Regions from separate parts of the Mus musculus genome. Here all the other regions are linked to region 1. Evidence: chromatin contacts called from public HiChIP or PLAC-seq and promoter capture Hi-C data. All regions are on one chromosome and are shown on one strand. The core of a region is the stretch at or near the end of the contact, and the rest is flanking DNA. Distances in the headings are between cores, read along the strand shown. Region 1 holds the start of Slc4a2 (solute carrier family 4 (anion exchanger), member 2). Region 2 holds the start of 2700038G22Rik (RIKEN cDNA 2700038G22 gene). Region 3 has its middle 34 kb from the start of Gm42228.

Region 1 (3,396 bases), core at 243-2,742:
AAAATCTGAGTGGCAGGACGGCAGGACAGCCCTCCTGACGATGACTGTAGGTTGTGAGCTGTGATGGGGGTAGAGGGAACCCAACCAGTGCAAACTGGGGTGCCCATGCACACTGAGGGCACACCCAATGCTCTCTAAAGGTAACAATGCTAAGCTGCTCAGGTGTGCTGCCGATGTGTGGTTGCCTGATTTATGGCTACCTTGGCAATGAGATGGGGTCAAATAACAGAGGTCTGGGGGGATCAGCCCAGGGTGGGGAGTCTGGGCCACACATTCCTGGCAAGAACTCCAACTCAGCTGACTGCTCTTTCCACCTCCCCCCTAAGCAGGCCTTCAGCCAGGGCCTGTCAGTGTGGGGGAGAGGTGTGAGGGAGGGGACCTGGTCTAGGGGGGTATAGGGAATCTGTGTTCACCACCTGCAGGTGCTCACTCCCACCTCCAGGCTTTGCCCTCAGTGTGTTTCACCACCAAGCCCTCCTCCCTCTACCCATGCCCCCCTCCCTGCTGTCGTAGAATACAAAGCAGCCTCTGTCCAGAGCATCGGTACCGATAATCCTAGTGGGGGCACATTCCCCGGACCAGCCCCGACGGGCCCGAAGGATTAGTGTCTCTCCCCCAGCCCAAGGGATTAGCAGTCCGGACCCCCACTCGAGCATTAACCATTCCCCAAGTGAATTCGTACATTCCACAGCTCTTGGCTGTGGGGCTGGTGGGGGGCGGAGAGAGTTTGATAAAACGGACCCAGATTTGAAGCAGCGCTCCCTCCACACCCAAGCAAGGAGTTCCCTACAGAAGAGAAGGCAGTCCCCTAGGACTCAAACTTCAGGCTTGTCCTTCCCACCCTCACCCAGCTGCTCCCCCTTCTGTCTGACCTCTTGTCCTGACCTGACCCGCCAACCCTTTTCATGGCTCCATCTCTCAATCCCGAGATCCGAGGAGTTGCGGTCCCAGGCAACCCACAAAGTGGCGAGTTTCTGGGGCACAGGGTCGTCTGGAACCCTCACGGGAGTGGGAGAGCGAGCTGAAGGCAGTAGCTCCCTGAGACTACCCGCTCCTGGTGACAGGGGGCGCGGCACCTTGGCTTTAGGTAACTCTTAAGAGGCGGACCACGGAATCTCGCTTCCGACCCGTACTCCCACTCGCCTCCCCATCCTTCTCCCTAAAACCTCGCTCCCTGCGCCCCAGTCCCCGCCCTTTCCTCCAGTTCCACTCCCTCGGCGCCCGAGTCTCCAGTCCCCCCCCCCCCTCCGCGGCCCTCACCCTCCCTCTCCGCCACCTAACTGCTTACCCGCTAGCTCTAGATTTCGTGTCCCGGGGGTCTCCGGGTCTCCCCTGATCCTCCGGAACCCTCGCGCGCTCCCGACGATTTCCCGGTGCCCACCCCGGGGCGCGCCCCCGCCGCTCCCAACTTCTCCCAACTCAACTTTCCCCCGCGCTGCGGGCAGGCCAGCCTCCAGCGTGCGCGCCCCCCGCAGCGCGCCGTGCGCGCCCCCGGCGCGGCTAGCTGAGAGGCGGAAAGCGGACGCTGAGCCTCCGCGGCGGGGGCGCGCTCCCAGGCACAGCCCGACACCGCCGACACCGCCGGCGCGGCCTTCCGGCTGTTCCCCCCCCCCCGCCACCCGCGGCGAAGCTCCGGGCTCGCCTTCTCTTAGCTTTAGTGAGCCACCTCTGTGAGGAAAGAAGCCAGCTTTACGTTGGGGATCGAGGGCGTGGAGTAGGCCAGGAAATTGAGATGCAGGGAGTCGAACTACAGATTTTTTGACGTTAAGGTTCTGCAGAGCCCCCGCCCAAATAACACCACTGAAACACCAAGAAAGCCCCGGTGTCTGCTTGAGAGAACGGGTGGCAGGCGAATGTGGAGTAATGAGTGGGTGGGGTTGGGTGGCCAAGACCCTGAACTGATGGAAAACAAGACAACTTGTTGAAGATTCCTCCCTTTCGCTAGAACTACCTCCGGGCTAAATGGAAACCTATTCATAGCTGACACCTCTATTTGAAAGACCCTTGCGTGTCATCATGTTTTCTCAACTAAGTTATCAATTATTTCAGATAAAGAATACACTTTATGCGTCTTCAGTCTGCCACGTGGGTAAATCACAATATTGTTTATGCAAAAGCACTCAGATTTAAGTGAGTTAATTGACAAACGGTTAGCGCCTACTCTGGTTCCGCGCTGAGGAATGCTGTTTGGGGCCATTTTCGCCCGGTTCACAGCCCTCAAGAATGCAATCATGAGACAATTAGAGAGTAGTGCAAGAAAATCTATAATCAACTCCTTTATAGGATGAGGTAAAGGCTGCTTGCTCCAAGTGTAGCAACTGTCTGTGGTCTTGTCTGTTGAGGGAAGTAACTGACCTGCCAGTCTTCGTGGGCCACACCCTGGCTGACTCCAGTGGGCCTGCTCTGAAGACTGGGATCTGGGGGACACCCAGGCTCCAGTCAGCTGGCCTCGGCATGTCAAAGTGGAGCCGCTGGAGTCCGGTGGGTTTCGAGACGATAAAATGGGCCCAGCAGAAAGAGGGGACTCTGGCGTGTGTCCTTCCACTCAAATCCAGACTCTAACGGGGCACACCTGTCTCGCTGCCCAGCCCTGTGGTCAGCTGGTCCCTGTGAGGTCATCAGCAGTAAGACATCGCTCAGAATCATTCCCCAATCAGTCCTGGGGTCACCAGGTGGCCTAGGAGAGGTGAAAACTAGTGCTGAAGCTGTCAGGAGGTCGCTGGTGACTCAAAACACCCAACCAGGTCAGAGCCGGGCCAACAGCGCTCGGGATCTAGGCCGTCAAACGCAAACTTCAAGCAGAGAGCACCCCACCCCCACCCTCACTGTATTCTGGAACGCGTAGTCCCGGAGAGGCCCTTTTCTGGAAGGCTGTGAGCACAGAAAAGGAATAATAACAAGAGCGGGGCACACTGGGAGCCTCCGCGCCTTGGCGGAGACGCCCGACACGCGATGCTTCCTGGGAGTTGAAGTTTAAGGTTTGCCTCCGCGATGGAAACGAGTCCCTGGAGTTGATCGCTGCAGAGAGCCCGAGCGCAGCCTGTTGGACTTTGTAGTCCGCGTGTCCTCCGCCACAGGCATTCTTGGGAACTATGGCTTCCCCGGGACTACAAGTCCCAGATGCCAGTGCGTGGTGAGCAGGTGGGCGGGGCTGGAGCTGTGAGTACCACCTCCTCTGCAACGCCAGGGCCGGGAGTCTTAGAACCGAGGGCCCGCAGGGGTCCCCGCGGCCGCTGCAATGCAGAAATACGAGAAACTGGAGAAGATTGGGGAAGGTAATGGAACCACGAGATGTTCCTGCAAGGTCTTTTTCTGAAGACCCTACTTGCAGTCCCAGCTCCCTTACCGTCAGCTATACCGGCAGGCTCCGACCTCAGCACTAGCCAAAAGCCCTGG
Region 2 (3,396 bases), core at 454-2,953, 570 kb after region 1:
AAATTCCTGCCTGTTCTATTGGCCTCAGGTAAATCCTTTAACCCATCACAGCAGCGTATCCAGTCAGGTTAGAGTTCTCATCCTTGGCCAAGAACTGTTCCTGGAATTATGCCTGGAAAGCCAAACTTGCCATCTAACACATACCTTGAATTCATGATCATCCTGGACACAGCACTCATCTGCTCAAAAGAAAAAAGAACCAGCACTGTTACAAGCAGCAGCCACAGCTTCCTTCAGAAAGGACCTTCCTGGTGGCTCCTAGCTGCATCTGGTGATGGAAGGCCTGCCTCTGACTAGCATTTATTCCTGCACAGAGCTCTAATCTTCATACTGCTGACAGCTGGGAGTCCATTTTATTCCCTCTGGGCCATCTTTCCCACTATTTCCACCCCAGAAGCAAAAACTCTTAATGTTTAGAAGCAAATAGTACTGCAGGTAATAGCAGTACTCTTCCTTTAAGAAAGTGAAACATTTTCTCTGATTTCAAAACCAGAAGCAGCGTCAGATGTGTCTCCTGAGCCTGAATGAGGAAGGGAAAAATAACTCCTTACCTTAGAAGGTGGCTCATGCTGCCCTTCACTCTCGAAGGGGCTCAACAGAACCCTAACCTCTAACGGAAAGAAAACTACAACACAGGGAACTTGTTTACAAGAGCCCACAAGCCTATTTTTCCTCTAAAATGTCCTTTACCAGGCACAGTGGCTTATGTCCATAAATGCCAATACTTAGGGTCCTAGAGCACAAATATTCTCTGGGCCAGTATGACAATCTGTCTCAATAATCTAATAATCTTTTAAAAAGATTTATTTCTTCTATATGAGTGCACTGTTGCTATCTCCAGACAACACCAGAGGAGGGCATCAGATCTCATTACAGATGGTTGTGAGCCACCATGTGGTTGCTGAGAATTTAACTCGGGAACTCTAGAAGAGCTGTCAGTACTCTTAACCACTGAGTCATCTCTCCAACCATGATATTTACTTTTAATTGGTGTCTCAATCAGTCACCTCTTAAACAGGGAGGACTCCTGGGTGCTCGCTAAACACCTATACCCGGTCTTAGGAATTCCAAATCACGATTCCTAAATCATTGCTTATAAGTCACCTTGCTTAAGTGCTAATCCAGTGGCTCAGATTTCTCCCAGGACCCAAAACCCAGACAGGCTGGGTCTGTGTCAGCAGTAGGGTAATCCAGGTCCTGTAGGCAGAGGTCCCTGCTGGACTCGGTTGCAGGTATCCGCCTGAATATACCCTCAAACCTTAAAACAAATGAGCACAAAACAAAAAGCCCAGCCTTTGTGCCAAGCAGCAATTAAAGGACACGTGCGGCGGCGAGGACGCGCCTGCGTGGGCGAAATCACCCCTGCCCTTGCTGACACTGGGATTATCCTGCCTCCTGCTACTTTCCGAGCTCTGATCTCATTCGCTTCCTAAATAGTCGATGTCCCCGTCATCGGAGTCCTGGGCGGGCGGGAAGCCCCGAGTGTGCCCAGGACCCGGGCTGTCCGGACGCCGCGCCTCCATCCGAGAGGGGACAAATCCGGGCAGCGCAAGGCTGATCGCCTGTCCCACACAGAAGGGACGCGTATGGGCAGGGACCCGCGCCACGGGCGAGCGCCGTGAAAATCGCCAAGACCACGTGGCGTGGTCCTGGGACTCGCAATGGGGAGAGTACTTACCAGGAGCGCGCCGCGGCGGAAGAGCTGGGCGCCAGGGCGGGACCGAGTTTAAAACCGACCGGACATTGAGCACCGGGGCTCAGCCAACCAGAGTGGCCCAGCGCCCCTCCTGCCCGCCCCTTCCCCCGTTCCCGCCTGACTCCAGCGCCGGCCCTCACGCGCCCCCTGGCGGCACCAGAGCCACTGGCCCCGCCCGCTTCCCCAAAAAGACTTAAACTATGTCTGTCTGTGATATTTGCATGTGCTCAAAATGCCAGACATAGGTGTCAGCTTCCCTGGAGCTGGACTCACAGACAGCTGTGAGCCTCCTAAATTGAATGCTGGGAACTAAATTCAGGTCCTCTACAAGAACAGAACACTGTTTAAGCGGCAAACCATCTCTCTAGCCATGTAAAAACAAAACGTAAACCAACCAAACAGACCAAAACATCCGCCATTAAATTCCTGCTACATCCTGCCACAAGTAAGCCACCTTTTATTTCTCCTTATAGCAACAGCCCTCAAAAGAGTTGCCTACTCTTTGTGTGCTCTTGGTATGTTAAGCGTCACAGGCCACTGAGGAACTGAAAAGTAAGACACCACCATGGTACCACTTACACACTTATCAAAACGCCTGCACCCCAGACCCCACTCATCCATTGCTTGTGGGAACGCAAGAGGAGAATTCAGAAGACAGTGGTGTAAGAAGGAACCAACTGAAGCCATTTGGAACAGGCCTTAACTCAAAGTTTAAGTTCCCAAGACCTCCCTGGGTAACTGACTTCCTGCTTGGTGAGTAGAAGCATGGATGCTAGGTGAGTGCACTTCAACATGAACGCTGCAGTTGAGTCCTGTAGGAACAGAGTAAGTGCACCACAAAGACGTGCTCTTAAGGAAGTCCCCTACCCCTAAGTCCTGATTGGTGGGATAACTTAGCACAGACGTTTATGGATTTCAAGCTTAAAAGCCCCGTACCATTCTGGCTTGGGGTTGCAGTTCAGTTCCTGAGTCTCTTCTATGGCCCTGATTGATCAGCAGCAGCCCGAGTGCAATACATCTTTGTCATCTGCTTAAATACTTACTAAGATGTTCGAAGACGCAGTCAGACGGAGTCTGTGCTGCTGTTCCTAACTGGTTGATTTTTGCTGCCTAATTCAAATAAAGATCTTGCTTTGGGGGGACTCTTGAACCTGCTCGGGTTGTTTTGGATTTTTAGACCCCAACACAAGAACATATCTATAGGCACCTTAAACTGTTTCTCTATTTGTTTCTCAGTATGTGTACGTGAGTGTCTTTGTGTTTGTGCTCGTGTTGCCCATGCACGTGGAGGTCACAGGTTGGTGTTTCTTTCCCTCAATTATTCTCCACATTATTTTTTGAGACAAGTTCTATCACTGGGCGTCACTGACTCAGCTAGACTCTTCACTAGTCCTCCCCGCCCTGCAGAGGTCTCTGCAGCCTGCATGGGCATCAGAGAGAGGAGCCTTGGGAGGTGAGGATACAAGGCAGGTCAGCTCCACAGGGCTCAGTGGTCAGCGCTGACAAAACTTTGGCAGTCAGACCTCAGTTATTTATTTTAGGTATACTTAAGCACAGCACAGTGTGGCCAAAACTATCCTTGTGATGGTTTGTTGCATTCGTCCTCGACCAGCCCGAACGACAAGACCACCAGTTCTTCTAACAGCAGTTTATTCGGCAACCTTCAGTCTTCATCTCTCTCCCTCTTCATCTCTCTCCCC
Region 3 (3,396 bases), core at 356-2,855, 540 kb after region 1:
TCTGTGCTTGAGACAGAAAGCACACTGCCACTGCCCCACTTTCTCAAGGCAACTGCTCTGCCACGGAGCAGCCGTCCCAGCCTCTGGCTCTTCTATTTCTTACTTTTATTTAACTTGTTTCCTTTGCTCTCTTTGAGGTTCATTTGCAGCTCATCTTCTCTCTCTCTTTCTCTCTCTCTCTCTCTCTCTCTCTCTCTCTCTCTTTCTTTCTTTTTCATTTTTTTCTCGTGTCAGGCTTTCAGCTCTCTCTATGTAGCCCAGGCTGGCCATGAATTCACAATCTTCTTGCCTCTGCCTCTTAAAAATAAATGAAATAACAGTCATGAAACATCATGTCTGGCCCCTTTCTTACTTTTTTTTTAATGAGTACATTGCAGCTGTACTCACAGACACACCAGAAGAGGTCATCAGATCCCATTACAGATGGTTGTGAGCCACCATGTGGCTGGGAATTGAACTCTGGACCTCTAGAAGCGCAGTCAGTGTCTCTTAACCACTGAGACATCTCTCCAGTCCCCATTTCTACCTTTTAAACACACATCATTTGCTTATTAAATTTAGCCTTTCCTTTCTAGTAGAAACATGGACTTGTTAGAAACTAATTTATAAACCTATGGGAGTTTTCTGGCTTCTTCATGTAGTGGTTTTTATCTTAAGTGCTTTAAGGTCAGAGAACAAGACATTCCCACCCTATCTTACCCCCATCATATGACTAATTCCATGATGTGCTTCGTGTACCGTATTCTATACATATTCTGTGCACATTTTATGTGCATTCTGAATTTGTTGCAGCATTTGTGATGTGACTTTTAGGTCAACTACACACAGACATACAAATTCACACATTAACACATATTCATCTATTTTTCCTTATTCTATCAATTATAAAGAGGGAGATGGGGACTTAAAAACACCTCCATTGGCTGTCGTTTCTCACCTCAGTCTGGTACATCCTTGGGCCAGGGATTTGAACTCTTGTTCATAGATACAAGGAGGCTTGGAATTTGTGTAGCTTTCTAGTGAATCCAGCTTTTGTCATTATAAAGTGACTTCCTTTGTTTCTGGTAAAGCCTTTCAGCGAGGTCCATTTAGTGACATGGGTTTTATGCTACATCATTAGTCATCCAGTTACTTCTGTATTTTCTTATGTTTTTAAGAAATATTCATCTTTAGATAGAATATAATTATATTTTAAAATCCAACTCATCAATCATTCTTAGCTTTTAACTGGAATAGTTAGTTCACTGTTACCAACCTGGATTTGTGCAGTCTCTGTAGGTCTGTCTTTGCTGTTGCTTAGATTTCATCTGTAGTGATTTCCTTGCCTCCTATGACAGGATATCTTTGACTATGTGCCAGACATTCTGTTTGAAAATGATTGCAAGAGTACTGGGAAGTCTATCATAATGGCTTTTCCATTGCAAAGGCCCGTGTTGGGGCTCAGGAATCGCCTCACAAACCACATGAACATTGATCTCAGTCAGATAGGGATAGATTATTCAACACACATCCCAAGACTGATCAGCCAGGATCACAGCCTAAACTCGGGGCTTAAGTCTGGACCTAGAACATTTCTCAGGGCCAGCTTACAAAGGAAACAACAGTGAGCTCATACAGAGGCACAGGAAGTGCTGCTTGGTGGTCAGCTCTGACTCATGCTATTCTGGCTGACTAGGCAGATCAGTTCTTTTTTTTTTTAAACTATTTTTTAATTAGGTATTTTCTTCATTTACATTTCCAATGCTATCCCAAAAGTCCCCCATCCCCTACCCCCACTCCCCTACCCCCCCCCCACTCCCCTACCCACCTACTCCCACTTCTTGGCCCTAGCGTTCCCCTGTACTGGGGCATATAAAATTTGCAAGACCAATGGGCCTCTCTTTCCAATGATGGCCGACTAGGCCCTCTTCTGATACATATGCAGCTAGAGACACGAGCTCCGGGGAATACTGGTTAGTTCATATTGGTGTTCCACCTCTAGGGTTGCAGACCCCTTTAGCTCTTTGGGTACTTTCTCTAGCTCCTCCATTGGGGGCCGTGTGATCCATCCAATAGCTGACTGTGAGCATCCACTTCTGTGTTTGCTAGGCCCCAGCATAGCCTCACAAGAGACAGTTATATCTAGGTCCTTTCAGCAAAATCTTGCTAGTGTATGCAATGGTGTCAGCGTTTGGAGGCTGATTATGGGATGGATCCCTGGGTATGGCAGTCTCTAGATGGTCCATCCTTTCGTCTCAGCTCCAAACTTTGTCTCTGTAACTCCTTCCATGGGTGTTTTGTTCCCAGTTCTAAGAAGGAGCAAAGTGTCCACATTTTGGTCTTCGTTCTTCTTGAGTTTCATGTGTTTTACAAATTGTAACTTGTATCTTGGGTATTCTAAGTTTCTGGGCTAATATCCACTTATCAGTGAGACCTGAGACAGCATTAGGGAAGCGGGAATGGCAGATCAGTTCTAACTGACCTTTATTCTTATTGGTCCTAAGTGGAGCTTATGTTTGTGGAAATTCTTAAGAGTTACCAACCTCAGAACATACAGAACATAACAGTTTGTGTGGTCATCATGACCCTGCTCTGAGTCAAGCTATTTTTCTGTGTCAGTGACTGTCAGGCATGGAACAAAATGGCAACAGCTATGCTAGCAGGCAGGACTCAACAACCTGTAACTGCCTCCTCTCCAGGTGGAGCGGGCTAGATGTTTGCCTCTGACTTCAGGGTGCAGTTGCTGGTGAGGAGGATAAAGCTGGTGAGCACTGATTATGTAAGACTCAAAGTGAGACTTAGCTACCAGGAGACCCTAGGTGAGAATCAAGAACAGAGTTCAATGCAAAAGCAAGGGGTTTATTGTTCTAGTGCACTGGGGTCATCCTGCACCCAGAGGAGGGGTCACCCCTTCTCTTTCTTTCATACACCTTTTAAACAATTTTTGAGGACAGATTATAGCAACAGCAACTAGGCACATAATGATTGGTGGTCCTGGTGACCTTTACATTGATTGGCTGGGCAGGGATGGGGACTCAAGAACCTTCCCTAAGGCTCAGTGGGAAGTTCCAAGTCTGGGCTCTCTCCTTCCCTGCTTTTTCTTGTGAGTGCTTCAATCTTAAAGCAATTAACCACATTCTGTTAACTCATAGGTAGAATTATTGAGAGGTATATCTTCATACTGTTGTCTAAGTATCATCAGCTATACTGTATTAATGTGTTCTCTAATAAAATTAACTAAGTGACTTAAAATGCTGGGTCCAAAGGTTAGCAGCAAAAGTAGAAACATCAAGGGTCCAGCTAGGGTTTACACTAAGGTAATTAACCATGGGGAAGAATTAAACAGTGAGTGGTACCAACTTTCGGAATTTTCTCCTATTCTCTGGCCTCTATCTATATTTTTTTCTAACTTTAGCC

What was found. HiChIP or PLAC-seq counts read pairs in DNA pulled down with a chosen protein or histone mark. Capture Hi-C pulls out chosen DNA fragments and counts their contacts.
Region 2: a contact with region 1 is called in a promoter capture Hi-C map of adipose tissue, with 2.0 times the contacts expected there. The contact joins the promoter of 2700038G22Rik here to the promoter of Slc4a2 in region 1. A contact is called at or near these places in 1 of 39 promoter capture datasets (erythroid cells), 1 of 484 Hi-C or Micro-C datasets (B cells), 7 of 115 datasets of contacts at active chromatin or transcription factors (acute myeloid leukemia, astrocytes, large pre-B cells and 4 more) and 2 of 9 other capture datasets (adipose tissue and liver).
Region 3: an H3K4me3 HiChIP or PLAC-seq map of bone marrow-derived macrophages shows a contact between it and region 1, with 8 times the contacts expected there. The contact joins the enhancer-like site here to the promoter of Slc4a2 in region 1. A contact is called at or near these places in 2 of 39 promoter capture datasets (the HPC-7 cell line and stem cell-derived epiblast-like cells) and 3 of 115 datasets of contacts at active chromatin or transcription factors (bone marrow-derived macrophages, microglia and pancreatic cancer cells).

Annotation. Positions count from the first base shown.
Region 1 is chr5:24,423,328-24,426,723 of GRCm38.p6, reverse strand. It overlaps Slc4a2 (solute carrier family 4 (anion exchanger), member 2), which reads right to left and starts at 1,492. Exons shown (of 23, transcript NM_009207.3): 1 at 1,289-1,492. Cdk5 (cyclin-dependent kinase 5) reads left to right here and starts at 3,160. Exons shown (of 12, transcript NM_007668.4): 1 at 3,160-3,275. The coding sequence starts at 3,239.
Region 2 is chr5:23,848,904-23,852,299 of GRCm38.p6, reverse strand. 2700038G22Rik (RIKEN cDNA 2700038G22 gene) reads right to left here and starts at 1,703. Exons shown (of 4, transcript NR_045042.1): 1 at 1,679-1,703; 2 at 145-179. Gm42228 (a long non-coding RNA gene) reads left to right here. Exons shown (of 2, transcript XR_880875.3): 2 at 2,170-2,846. Snord93 (small nucleolar RNA, C/D box 93) reads right to left here and starts at 67; the gene lies at 23-67.
Region 3 is chr5:23,885,515-23,888,910 of GRCm38.p6, reverse strand. It overlaps the pseudogene Gm9534. Among named protein-coding and RNA genes, the nearest start is that of Gm42228, 34 kb to the right of the region's middle. Within about 2 kb of position 1,605, at least 33 of the 459 cell types and tissues checked have an H3K27ac peak or open chromatin away from gene starts, as enhancers often do. A contact at or near this core is called in the HPC-7 cell line, bone marrow-derived macrophages and pancreatic cancer cells, where this site is marked.